Linked DNA regions of Mus musculus: region 2 is linked to region 1. A link is a contact called in public HiChIP or PLAC-seq data. All regions are on one chromosome and are shown on one strand. Each heading gives the region's core, a stretch centred on a gene start, on an enhancer-like site or on the middle of the called end of the contact. The rest is flanking DNA. Distances are from core to core; before and after follow the strand shown.

Region 1 (6,847 bases), core at 1,725-4,224:
CTGGGATTAAAGGCATGCACCACCACTGCCCAGCTTAAGTTTTGTTTTGCAAGGCAGGATCTCACTCTATAGCCTTGGCTGTCTTGGAACTCATTATGTAGAACAGGCTGGCCTCAAATTCACAGAGGTCTGCCTGCCCCTGCTCCTGAGTAGGCCACTAGGCTGGGCCTAGACCTTTGTTTTGAAGACAGTTTTTTTTTTTTTAGGTGACTTGGAACTCACTATGAAGTCCTTGTTGGCCCCTTAACTCCTGGATTCTCTGTTCCTCTCCTAAGTGCTGGGGTTACAGGCAGGAGCTCTAGTGCCCAGCTGGTCTCTTCAAAAAAAAAAAAAACCAAAAAACAAAAAACATCTCCCTATGTTACCCAAGTTGGCCTCACAATTCCTGGGCTCAAGTAATCCTCCTGTCTCAGCTCCTGAGTAGCTGGGCATGCCACCAAAGCCCTACTAAGGCCTTCCCTAAGGGACTGTAGCACCCAGCTTGCAGGTCACGCAGCAGCTGAGCGCTGCAGGCTCCGTCCAGAAGGGGGCAGCCGCGGCGCGTGGATGTGTGTCAGCTTTGCTGAGCTCCTACCTAGGGAAGAGTCTAGGCAGGAGAGCTCAGACGCCGGTGTTCAGGTTTTCAGACTGGAGCGCCACCGTCACATCTCAGGAACAGTCCCGCTAGAGCGCAAGGACGCCCACAAGAGCAGGGGCCTTTAGTCATTCTCAGTCCTGGGACCATGTTAAAATCACTCCCGCAGTGCTAAAAATCTCCAGAGCCTGTGCCTTCCTCAGATTGCTGTCAATTAGTCTCTGGGGGCGGGGCCCAGGAACCGCAATTACAAAAAAATCTCCTCTGACATACTTAGCAGATCTGGTCGCCAGGATCTGAGATTGAATAAACACAGTCCTGGCTACCTTTTTCTTCCTGAGAGGGAAGTCCCGGATGGGGGGGACAGTCCTGGGAGTTCCTTTGGTTAGGGTTGGTTTCAAGGGTGAGAGGTGACAAAATTGACAGTGGACAAAGGTGCTTGCTCCCACCCTCGGAGGGGGAAGTTCTCAGAGGGCAGGTAGGTAGAATACATGCGTTCTTGAGCATGTGTGCACAGGCATGCTTTGAGAGTTCAGGGTGACTACGTGCCTGCACACACATTTCTCTGGCCAGTACAGGTGCTACATATGCATGCTGGTATAGGAGAGTTATTCATACTCAAGAGCTGCTAAACAACTCCTGTACAAATACGGGTGTGTGCGCACGTGCGCGCGTGCACACACACACACACACACACACACACACACAGAGAGAGAGAGAGAGAGAGAGAGAGAGCTGTGCTTTTTCCCTGGCTCACACGACCCACAGTGTGTGGCTACCTCAGGGGTGGAAACCTGCATGCCCCGTTTCCATGGGTCTTTTCAAGCCTCTGCAGGCGTGAAGCTTTGCTGTTTGAAGGTCTTTTTCCTTTCTTCTCCCGACCAGCCTGATCGATACGCCTCCCTGGTGCAGCCTCCCCACAGACCACACACACAGACTGGATCTGTGCGGACAGAGTCAAGTGTGGGCTTAGAAAAACCCACAACCCTTGGGGCCGGATTCTTTCAGCCAGGCTCCAGGTTGGCAGCTGGCCTTGCTAGTAGCAACCTCCTCATAGCGGATGCAGCTGGCACTGGGCACTGGATACCCACCCAGCAGGTCAGGCCCACCATGTTGAAAAGGATATGGGAGGTCCTAACGCTGGATGGGGACAGAGAACTCCTGGACAGACCAGTTCTGTTGGTGAAAATGGTGTGTGTGCTTACTGGTTGGTTGTTTTATTTGATTCTCTTTGAGACGAGAGTTCAGACCCGATGAAGAGTGAGCCATCTTTATTGTCACCGTGGTGGGAAGTGGAATCACATAGGAGACACACTTTTGGGTGTGTCTGGAAGGGTGTTCACTGAGCAGGGAAGGTCCTCCCTGAATGTGTGTGTGTGTGTGTGTAGTTGGGCTGGAGACATGGCCCATTGGTTAAGAAAGCACACTGTTCTTGTAGACAACCTGGGTTTCTTTTCTAGCACCCACACGGAACAGCCCATAACAGCCTGTACTCCTAGCTTCGGGGAGCCCACTACCATTTTTTTTTTTTTCTGGCCCATGAGACCATATGCACATGGTCCAGCCATCACACGGTCACATAGTTACAGAGAAGGCAATCTGGGCCGCACAAATCTCTTTGCATCATGATTTTGAATATCATGTGACCAGCCACTTCATGGCCTAGCCACCATAATGGGACATGACCCCTTACAGTATGCAAGGATAACCCCTGCGTCCTGTAAGTTGCTGCTGGTGAGGTGTGTTAGTCTAGCAAGGAGAAACATAACTAACACAGCTTTGACCTTCATTTAGAATGGAGGTAGCTTACACAGCCATGTCCACAGACAGCATGTCCACAGACAGCATGTCCACAGACAGGACCCTGTTGGGCATGGTCTGGGTTGAGGATGTTGGTTCTTTCTGTGAGAGAAGCCAATGTGCCTTTCTGTGAGGCACGTGCAGACCCCACACCCTGGACATGTGGCTTGGGATGGGACCTCAGCACCAGGCCACATGGGGGAGGGTCTGAGCTCACCTGTCCATAAGCTTTGAGGCAGGCCGCTTTATAGGGGTGAGGGTGAGGGTGCACTGAGTCTGTGTAACGCATTATCTGATGTTTGTTGTGTTGTATGGTGGTGCAGGAAATGTGGCTTGGCGTGGGGGCATGTGCTGGACTGAACATGTGGCACCTGGGTGTTGGGTGGTTTTAGATGAATTTGGGTGAGAAACGCTTCTTTTGGAGGGGGGGAGGTGCATTCATGTGTGTGCTGGGCTAATGGGAATGTCAGTGTAGGTGAGTCAGGTGCTCCATTGTTTTCTGTCACGTGGTGAATCAGGTACATCCCACTGTGCGCATGCGGGCAGCCTGCTGGGTAGGGCACTCCTAAGGCTGGCTCAAGGCTTCAGCATTACAATCAAGTTTTTGCATTCAAGGGTAGCCCTCTCCAAGGCTCCAGCCAGTCTCAGGCTGCGTGGATGGGGTGAGCTGGGCTCGGTCCTGATGCTGTTTTAACTATACTGTCCCCGGGGGATGAGAGGAGAGGCTAGCAGGGCTCTGCCTGTGAGCTTGTCCTGGAAGTAAGAAGGAAGGTTGGTTGGTGGCTCCTAAGAGAGCTTCATCGGGAGTCTCCTGGCCTGTGACAGGCCTGTCTTGTGATCTCTGTCCAGGTGTACTGCGAAGATCAGCTCAGCACTTGAGGCCAACTGCCTTCCATGTCAAGGGACATCGCTTCTTTTGACCCCAAGGCTAGGCTGCCTCTTTCCTGTGCCTCTGGCTGTTGGCCCTTGTCATCTAGCCGGGCCAGCCTTCTACTTACTTCCAGCCTCCTCTGAGGCAATGACTAGCTAGTGCATGTGTACCCACCACACTGTAGTTCCTTCAGGTGTCACAGGGGAGCTCCCGGGAGCGCTTGACTCAACTGCTTTATGACCTACCTGGGTAGATTCTCAGGGCTCACTCACACTGATGAAGGTCAACAGTGGGGGAGGGGAACATGTTCTCTGTGTGATGCTGAGGCTGCTGGCCGGAGTCTCTCTTGACAGACAGGAAAGGGTGCCTGCAAGCGACGCAGCTTTGAGGTTCACCCTTGACATTAGGTTGGGTGTCATGGCAGGAGGAATAACATTGCAAGAAAAGAGATGAGTTCTCTTTTTAAAAAAAGCTTTCCTGTCCCCAGGGTTTCACTCTGTCACTCAGGCTGGCCTTGGGGTTGTCTTTACTTAGGGGTAACAGGCATGTACCCATATGTCCAGTTTAAGGAGGATCTTTATGGTCTCCAGGTCCTAGGAGAGATGGAAACCCCATGCAGAGGGCACTGCTACTTTGCCCTCTGACAGGGCCTGTGTGGTTCCCAACCTTGCTTAGTATGCTGATAAGGGATCTTTGGGACTTAGAATGCAGGTGTCCTGTAGTGTGCATGTTGAACTGTGGGCATATGAGCACAGCTTCTTACATGTTTGGTGTGTGTGTGTGTGGTATGTGTGTGCACACACACGCACATGTGCCCATGTGTGATACTGGGATGGACTGCAGGGCCTCACACACAGGTTGCTTTGTCAGCTCTCTGAACCCCGGCACAGTGGGTGTGTGTGTAGTGGGAAGAAGTCAGTCAGTAAAGCCATAGTTGAGGTCGGAATCTGACCATCACCCTCTTGATGCCTCTGGATCCTAGCGGCCAGGCTCTACAGGTTCCACCTGTTCCATTGTGGAACTGTGGTCCCCATACATCCTGGGAGCAGGCGTCCCTTGGCATCTGTCTTAGGGAGAAGAGACCCAGGCGTGAGCAAGACAGGGACTTGCTCATTGTCTTAGGGTGACTGGAGGCAGAAAGCCTGACACTTGAGCTTTAGCTCAGGCACTGGGTGCTGGCTCGGGGAGACAGAGTCCTTGGGGACAGTGAGAGGCTGGGGGCCCCTGAGTTCTTGGAAGACAGTAAGAGCATAGTAAGTGTTAGCATCACACAAGGGAGCTGCAGCAGCAGCAGCAGCATTTTTCTAGGAGGCGTCCGAACAGAATGCCACACTAGGGTTTCTACCCCGCCTTTGATCATTCAGTTCCCAGATAAAAGACACACAACTTTTATTACTTACAATAAGCCTTAAACAGTACAAGAGCTGGGCAGGTATCTACCCTCTATGCTCTTAGAATCTACGTTTCTATAGACAACCCTGAGTTATTACTCACCGTGTTTCATCTGGGCTGCTCTTAACCCCAATTGCCCGGCCTTCAGGGCCAGGTTTTCATGAACTCACCTAAGTCATGGTGGCTTATCTCTCCTTCCTCTTCTCATGGTTCTCCCCTCCTCACAACAAACCCATGCCTGGGGTTTGCCCATTGCCCTAAACCCTGCCCATGTCTCTTCTACCCAGCTAATAGCTGTTGGCATCTTTATTTACCAATCAGAAATAACTTTGGGAGCAAGGTCACATAGTGTCACTTGGGTCTACGTGAGGAGTCTCGAGTCTCTGGAGCAACCAGGTCTTGGAGGTCCACACTTAGCATTACAATACACAGCAAAAGACTAAACTTCAACAGCATAAGTGTCAACAGCACTCAAGGGAACCGCCCATCTAGGAAGAGTCAGAATAGAATGCTAATTGTCGAAGTTGATATGGAGGCTCCCCAAGAACTAAATATTGAACTACTGTGTGACCCAGCTATACCTCCTCTGGGTATGTATGTTCCTAAAGGCCTCTAAGTTCGAGACACGTCAGTGTCAGGAAGGAAAACATATTGTGTTGATTGCAGAAAACTTCACAATAGCCAGGACCCAGAAGCACCCTCAATGCCTATCAACAAATGAGACAAAGGAAATGCCCACACACTCATGCATACACACGCATCTTCTTTGTTGTAAAGAAATCGTAATTATGTAGTATTCAGGGAAGTGGAACCAGATAATACCGTGTTAAGTGAAACGAGCCAGGTTCAGAAAGACAGACATTGTATGTTTTCTCTTGCATGGGGGATCTAGATAAATACAGATACAAATCTGTATGTGGAAATCAAAGTAGAGAGTTGACTATAAACGGGGAGGGAAGGGTCTGAGCCAGGATTGGAGAGGGGAATGAGATAAGGAAGTGGGGAAGAAAGACCAAATATGTTTTTTTCTCATTTGAAGAATCTGGATTTAACTAGACACACATATGCTGGAAAGCAGAAGGTCGACTCTGGGAAAGGAAGGTTGTAGAGAGGATCTCTGCATTGTGTAAAAGCATTCACCTGTCAATAAAAAAGTTTATGGCCTGGGCTGGAGAGATGATGGCTCAGCACACTGGCTGTTCTTCCACGGGTACTGAGTTCAATTCCCAGCATCCGCATGGTGGCTCACAACCATGTGTAATGGGATCTGGTGCCCTCTTCTGGCATGCAGGTGTACGTGCAGATAGAGCACTCATGTACATTAAATAAAAATAAATCTTAAAAAAAAGTCATCAATGACCTGAGGCAGGAGTTCTGGCAGAGAGGGAGGGGGAGGGGGAGGGGGAGGGGAGAGGGAGAGGGAGAGGGAGAGAATTCTGGGAAAGAGTCATTGGAGATTTGCCCTGAACTCTGAGGAGGAGAGAGATACATAAAACGAAGGCCTGAGGACCAGGTAATAGCTGCATGATGGGACTTAGACTAGGATAAATGAAATAATTAAGTTATACACTAGTCAGGGAACAGGCCCAAGTTTATGGCCCATGCATTTATTCAGAAATATAATTCTCGGAGTTGTTATTTCAGTGAGCTTATGCATGGGTGGAAAAGCCCAAGGTTACAGAGGGGACAGTGGGGTTGAGGCTGAGGGTCACAGCATACAGGGCTGCAAGGCACTATGATGAATACGCATACCCATGTCGTAGAGAAACCCAGTCCTAAAAAAGTTATTTATTTATTTATTTATTTATTTATTTATTATGTATGCATTGTTCTGCCTGTATGTATGCCTGCAGGCCAGAAGAAGGTGCCTTATCTCATTACAGATGGTTATGAGCCACCATGTGACTGCTGGGAATTGAACTCAGGACTAGGACTTCTGGAAGAACAGCCAGTGCTCTTAACTTAGCCTCTTAACATCGCTCCAGCCCCGAAACCCATTATTTTAAACTGAAATAGCTAACGAGGGGGTAGAAACCTCCAGCTGAGATTTACATACTTTGTACAATATAAGGTCTTTGTCACAAGGGCCACACCCCCTCACGAGGGTCACCCCCCCCCACACCCCCCTTTCCCTGTGGATTCAGCTGAAACTAAGGCATGTGCCTTGCCAGCTGAATGAGCACTGACTGGCTTGTCAAAGAACACTGGCT
Region 2 (6,644 bases), core at 2,871-5,370, 440 kb after region 1:
AGACTAGCCAAGGGCCAGGCCACTGCATTCTGGTCCTTCTGGGAAAAATGATGCATGAAACATGAAGCCGGGCAGGGCAGGGTGAGCTCACGGAGGGCCTCAGGCATGTTTGTAGTTACTTAGAACCACGCAGGGCCTGGGATTGGACACAACTTGCTGTTGAGAACTGGGAGCCCAGTGCTGCCCACTCTGTACAGTCGGCTGCAGATTGCTTGCTGTCCTGCCAAGAAGAACGTCACTTCATTTCTGAAGACCTCAGATGTCCTGGCTGTAGGAAGGTCTGAGAGGCCACTTATACATCCCCTTGTGCCCCCTTGCAGAGCCTGGGCTGCCTAGAGAGGAGGCGCCATTGCTAGTAAGCTAGGCACCAGACAGTCTGGTAACACTGTAAAAGGGAGTCAGGTTCTACAGGCAGAAAAGGTTGACCTGAGGAGAGATGACTAGGCAGGCTATGACTTTCACACCCAGCCAAGGTGCACAGTGCCTACCGGGCAGTCTCTCTGCTGCTCTGTCTCTGTCTGCTGCCTGCCTCTTCTCCTCTGAGGAAGCTCTTGGACCATTCCCTTCATCCTTTGTCCTCAGAGTACTACATCCACAACAGAGGAGCGTCCTGTGGTTGGTGATTGGTTGCTATTACTCTTTCCCCACCCCTGTCAGGCTATGAGCAGGGTGTCGTGACGAACATGTGCCCATTTGCCTACAGTCCGCAGGGCTTAGGGGCTGGGTATGTTTGCTGTGTTTGAGTCTCTCCTGCCTCTCTCCAGAGCCTTGCCTTGTACACTCTCCTCCCACTTCTTGGCACAAGCAGATGCCATCTTGAAGGCAGGAGCGGGCTCACTTTGCTCCGGGCTACAGTTCCCATGCTTAGAAGAGTGTGATACGGCAGGCATTTGGTGAATTTTCTGTTATCAATAAGGTGACACAGGGCCCAGGATGGGAGCTTTGTTCATACGGGCTCCATTTTCTTGCCTCTGTGCCTGGAACGAGCAGCTCATTCCTCGTGGGCTTTACTGCCTAGTTGGGGGATTGATAAGCATAAAGCCATGGGGCAAAAATACAAGGTCATTGATTACCAATCAGTGTTGTCTGGGGGAAGGAGACACTTGGTACATCTGGCTTAGGTGAGAGCCATGGGGGAGTTACATCTTTGTTGGGAGCTCAGCTTTTCCATCCCTCTCAGTGAGTGTCTAACACTTAGGGACATGGTCCAAACTGAACAAGAAGATGTGCACTAGGCATCTGGAGTAAAAGGTGCTCCGACATGTTGCCACTGTGAATAAACAGAAGTAAGGTCAGGAGGAAATGATGGATATTAGCCCGGATGAGCAAAAAGTCTGGTGTGACTAAATGGTGCATTGCATGAGGATGTTGGGGTGGGCGGATAAGGCAGAGTAGGGGTGGCAGCTAGATTCATGAAGCCATGGTCCTCTGGGAAGAGCAGGGAGGAGGGAGAGAACAAGAGGAAGCTGGCGCAGGAAGGGTAGAGTGGGAGCCATGCAGGTGGCAGGGCAGGTGACACAGGAAGGGGCGGAGAGGGGGAGGATGACACCGTTCCTTACAGCTGGGACACAGAAGGTTATCAGTGTCCTTGGATGGCAGGCCCAAGGACAGAGTACAGTTGGAAAGCAGGACCTGAATTTGATTGTACAAATGAGTCGGTGACACGGTGGACACGGTTAGGGGACCAGAATGTCCATAGTGGTTGGAGACCCTGACCCTGCTAGAGCCTGTCCCTCAGCCACAGCCCAGACTTCACAGCTTCCCATCAAAAGTCACACCTGTGTGGGATAGGAAGAGCTGGACAAGCGGCCACCAAACACGGGAAAGCCCTGCTCAGCAGGAGGCTCTCAGCCAGCCAGGCCTTTTGGGGAAAAGTCTGCATGTTTCAGTCTCACGGCTCAATTGCCTCGACTTGGAAATAGGTTTATCTGCTGTTAATTATAACCTTGTGAGGCAATAAAAGAATTCATTGGAAACGACGGGAATGAGACATGCCATGTACCATAGAAAGGATAAACTTGGAACTGCCTCTGGCAAGGAACCTGACATTCTAAGGACTGTAGAGGCTTTGGGGCTGACTTCCAGGGGACAGCTTTCCTTGGGTGGGGCTTAGGAAAAGCTCACTAGGACTCTGGGACAGTCCTTCATCACCAGTGGATCCGCAGAACCCGTGAGATTTCGTGCAGATGGCTGACTTCTCTGAGCCTTCTTTCCCACTTCTGCAACCAGGGAAAGCTGGTTTAGAGGAAATCGAAATGGCAGAGATTTGGAAGGCAGGCTCAATGTGCAGTACTGATATGTCTGTTTGTCTGGATCTAGCTTTGTCTTGGATCTCCTTGCTCAGCCTCTTCCCAGGCAGAGACGCAGGAAGGCCAACCTTTGTATTTGTTCAGCGTGCATATTTTAGGAAACCGCACTTTGAAACCTCAATTTAAAAAAATTCAAAACTACTTATTTTCTCTGTTGCTGCTGATGCAAATTTAGAGGTTGCAACTTAGCTCCCACCTTGCAGAGTCACCTGCTGCCCTCCCTGTCATAAAACTGCCTTAGGCTCTCTGTATAGCCATGATGAGGCAGAACTTAAGGGTCTTTCCGACTTTGGGATAAAGGAGTTCAGTTTTCTGATCTCACACACACACACACACACACACACACATATCCTTCCACCTGCTTAAAGGCCTGGGTTATATTCTTAACCTTGTGCAGTGCCACCTTCTGCCACCCTGAGGCAGAAGCTCTGGTTCAAAATTGCTATGCACGTATTACCTTCCTGGAGTTTTGCTGTCTATGCCTACCTATACAGATTCATATATTTCCTGAATATATTGCATATTCATTCATATTCAAGCAATACTAATGGAATGGCCCCTCCATGTTGTAGGTAGACCAGGCAGACACACTGATAGAGTGTGCAAGGTGGGGAACAGACAGACAGAACTAAGTAACAAACAGACCTTTAATACTAGCACGAAGTGGGGCTGGACAGATGTTGCTGCAGGTAAAGGTGCCACAAAGCTTGGGGACCTGAGCATGATCCCTGGAACACACACAGTGGGAGAACTGAACTGAACAGAACAAGTTGTTCTCTGACCTCCACACATGTGCTATGGTGCACACACACACACAGAATCAAGTAAGTGATGTAATAAAAATTTTAAAGAAGATTAATGTGAAATGCCTTATAGATTTGGGGAGTAAGCAAGATGTTTGGAGTGGAGGTCTCCCTACTGTTTTAGCAGCTGTAGGTCAGGCACCCGATCCATGGTATTGGCTTCCCTGTGTGTTCAGTGAGGGGAGAGCCGAATGGTTGAACGTCTCTATCACTGGTGTTAGTGGATGACAAGGTCACTGGGGGATCCCTTTGAACAGCCGCAAGCTTGTGAAGACTCAAGCAGCCTCATTTGCTAATGATCATAATTAAGTCAGAATCTCTTATTTCAGCCAAGGGCCCCGGGGAGACGGGCACAAAGCATGAGGTTGATGAATTGGCTCCCCATGCTTTCCACCCTGCTGGGCTTCCACCTAAGCAAGATGTGTGCCCACACCTGCCCAGGTGTGCGCACACATCGGCACACTAATGAGAGCCGAGCGAGTAATCATAGCTCGGAGGCTGCATTTAAATCAGCCAGCCTCCTAGCTCTGGGAATCAGCCTAAGAGAAAGAGGGACCCAGCCCCTCAGTTCACCCTGGGGACAAGTAGACCTCTTCATCTTTTCTGCGTCCTTTCATGTTACTCTCTAGTGCCCAAGGCTGGGCATCGGGAGTGTGGAGCAGACTGACACATGGAGAATCTAGCCCTAGACCTCAGAAGCTAGGGGAAGGAAAAACTTTTGCCCAAATCACTGGAACACAGCGATTCCCCAAAGCGCCTTTCCGGTGAGATGATCTGCCAGAAAAGGTTTCCGCGGTTGTCAAGTCTGTGTAGCAGGGTTGCATACCCCACCTTATAGGTTCACTGCGCAGCGAGCAGAGCAAAGGAGAGCCCTGCTCATTTTCCAACTGTGGCTGTTGAAGTTGCTGTTCCTTCAAAAGGCCAGAGGCGCTCAATCTCTACTCCACCCCAAGGGTCCACAAGTGGAGTCAGAGCCTGGGCTGGGATCAGAAGAAAGCCAAAGGACCCTGAGGTCTCTCCAGGAGGACCGAAGGCAAGATGCACCCTTGTGTGGTACGGGTTGAGTGCTCTTCATCCAATATGCTTGGGATTGGTAGTCAGATTCCAGAACTCTTCTGATTTTTCGCCTAAGCCGTCACATAGCACGATTTCTGAACGGTTTCAAACTCTAAGATTGAGCATCACAGCACAACTCAAAAAGTTTCTCATCTGTAGATATTGTCTCCTGCCACATAAAGGACCGGAAGCTCCCGCCCCTGCCCAGGCAACACTGAGCTCCATTGGCCACCCAGGCAAGCCACGCCCACATAAGAAGGTGGGGCCTGAAGGGAGCATGACTGAGAGCAGAGAATGTTGGTAGATCTTGGCTAGGGACGACCGCACTGACTTTTGTAACATCATGTGGTTCCGCCTTTGAGGGTCGCTGTCTGGGAGCAGTTTGCAGAAAGAGCCCTACCTGGGGGAGGGGCTCCTCCCAGTCAGGAATTCTGTTGGAGGAGGGGAAAAACGTGTTTGGATATCATCAAGTAGTGAAAACATGTGTTTTTTGGTTTTGTTTGCTCCCCCAGGCTCATTTCTGTCACTCCGGCTGCATTGTCAGAGAAGAACAAAATAAAACAGAGAGTAAAAGCTGATTCTATAATTAGTGCAGTTTCTTCACTGTTCATTCTCCATCTCCAGAGATCAATTAGCTTGCTTTTAAGCTAAAAGGCATCTGAATAAGTGTTTAACCTGCATAGCAATTGATATTTAAAACAGAGGAGGACAGGAGTGATAACATCTCTCGTTCTCTTCACTGATTTTTCTCTACCTAACCTCTGCCTACTCCTGCTTCTTGGTGGCCACTGGGGCAGCGCTCTTTTCCTGGTGCTGGCCCCTCTTCCCTGCAGGCGCCTGTTCGAAGCACAGATATACTGTTACTTAGGTTATAGACCGACTCCCTCCACCATCAGTGACTATCAAGGCCTCTTCAGCCACTGACCCACATGTCAGTCCATGTTCCTGACCCTTTCCAAGCAGAAGTAGGTCACCATGTCTTTTCAGGGTGTCTTACCCTCAGTTTCCTCATCCGGGCTGGGTAGGGGTGAGGAACTTCAGGAGCCCAGTCCTCTTAGCTGGATGTCTTCATTGCTGGTGGCCCTGAGGGTATTTGTACAGTGTCTGATTTGTCATGTAAATATCAAAGCCTGAACTGGAATTAGCTTCTTAAAGCAAGCAATGGTGTGTGTGTGTGTGTGTGTGTGTGTGTGTGTGTGTGTGTGTGTTAGCATTTACTTAACAATGTGCTTTGACAGCCTCTCTGCTAGTGCAGACCCTGGGAAAGATAAGAAGGTACCTGAATGACAAACGTGTAGACCTCACCCTGCAGATGACAGTCACAGAGTAAATAGAGAGTGGAGTGAGACACATGCCCTGTCTCTACAGAGTGTCGCCACATGGGGAAAGACCCTCAGAGCTCAGGAGATCCCCTTATTCGGAGAAGGGTGAGGGTTTGAGAGTTTATCTGGAGAATGGCCCCAGGAAGCAGCACCCAGAGATGCAGGGAGGCCAGGGTAGGAAAGAAAAGAATCAGGGGGCTATACTGGGACTCCCGTCGCTCTGCGTATCATCCTGCTGGAACCTCTGCGAAACTGTGCGTGCTCAGTGGAGATCTCCCTGGGGACTAGAAGCTGTGTGACTGTCTGTTCACATTCCTGCGCCTCCTGGTTGAAGCTCCTTCTGGTCAGTGGCTAGCCCTTGTAGCCTGTCCCCTCACTGGCAGAACCTTGTGCTTCTTCTAGAAGGTCAGAGATAGAGAATGTGAAAAGGTGCAGATGTGATGTCTGTCGATGGCTTCCGGGTGGGACAAAAGGAAGGCAGCGAATGCCACCCAGGCTCAGAACAGGATTGGAAGCTGGAGGAGGGAGAGTGAACTGGGAGGCTGGAAGGGTCGGCCGCTGTCTAGGCTGAGGAAAGTCAGGAGGCAAAGGGCAGTTGGGTGGGACAGTGATGAGGACTTTGAGAGAGAAGGGTGACCTGCACTGGACTGAAGGGCTGAGGCTGGAGAGGGGGGTCCAAGCCATTCAGGAAGGTCTCAGCCTTTCAACTCCTTGCAGGGCTGCAGGAGGGTGGACTCTGGGACTGCTCTGTTGTCAGGAGAGCGGGTGGATGCCCTGCTTGTCTCCAGGAGCCCCTGTGGTAGTTCTAGATCTCCGATCCTGCTGCCTTCCGGCAAGGACATTCACCAATCCCCAGGCCCCTCTGCAGCACCTGGTGCAGCCCTCTCTCCAGCAGCTAGGCTCTGGCTCCTCCGCCTGATGACAGCCCATCCCTCATCAGGGTCTCTGGACAGCTCAGGAGCCTGCAGCCATCCTCTTGACGTGGTCGATGTCGCTGTATTTGACTTGTGTGTCCCCGAGTTGTACAGACAAAGCTCCACATATCACCAGATCAATTAAAACAACTGCCACCAGGCCTCAGGACTCAATCAGGAAACCCCCCCTGGGACCTTAGGGGTGGGCACAGCCCTTCCTTGGAACTGAACTGCGGCTTT

What was found. HiChIP or PLAC-seq counts read pairs in DNA pulled down with a chosen protein or histone mark.
Region 2: a contact with region 1 is called in an H3K27ac HiChIP or PLAC-seq map of embryonic stem cells, with 2.9 times the contacts expected there. The contact joins two enhancer-like sites. A contact is called at or near these places in 2 of 15 datasets of contacts at CTCF or cohesin (large pre-B cells and stem cell-derived epiblast-like cells) and 4 of 115 datasets of contacts at active chromatin or transcription factors (embryonic basal ganglia, embryonic forebrain and embryonic stem cells).

What each region holds. Positions count from the first base shown.
Region 1 is chr4:125,159,982-125,166,828 of GRCm38.p6, forward strand. The region is part of intron 2 of Gm32611 (a long non-coding RNA gene); the gene reads left to right. The region is part of intron 2 of Gm40245 (a long non-coding RNA gene); the gene reads left to right. Among named protein-coding and RNA genes, the nearest start is that of Gm40245, 13 kb to the left of the region's middle. Within about 2 kb of position 2,975, at least 7 of the 459 cell types and tissues checked have an H3K27ac peak or open chromatin away from gene starts, as enhancers often do. A contact at or near this core is called in embryonic stem cells, where this site is marked.
Region 2 is chr4:125,594,426-125,601,069 of GRCm38.p6, forward strand. The region is part of intron 1 of Grik3 (glutamate receptor, ionotropic, kainate 3); the gene reads left to right. Among named protein-coding and RNA genes, the nearest start is that of Gm32807, 37 kb to the left of the region's middle. Within about 2 kb of position 4,121, at least 24 of the 459 cell types and tissues checked have an H3K27ac peak or open chromatin away from gene starts, as enhancers often do. A contact at or near this core is called in embryonic stem cells, where this site is marked.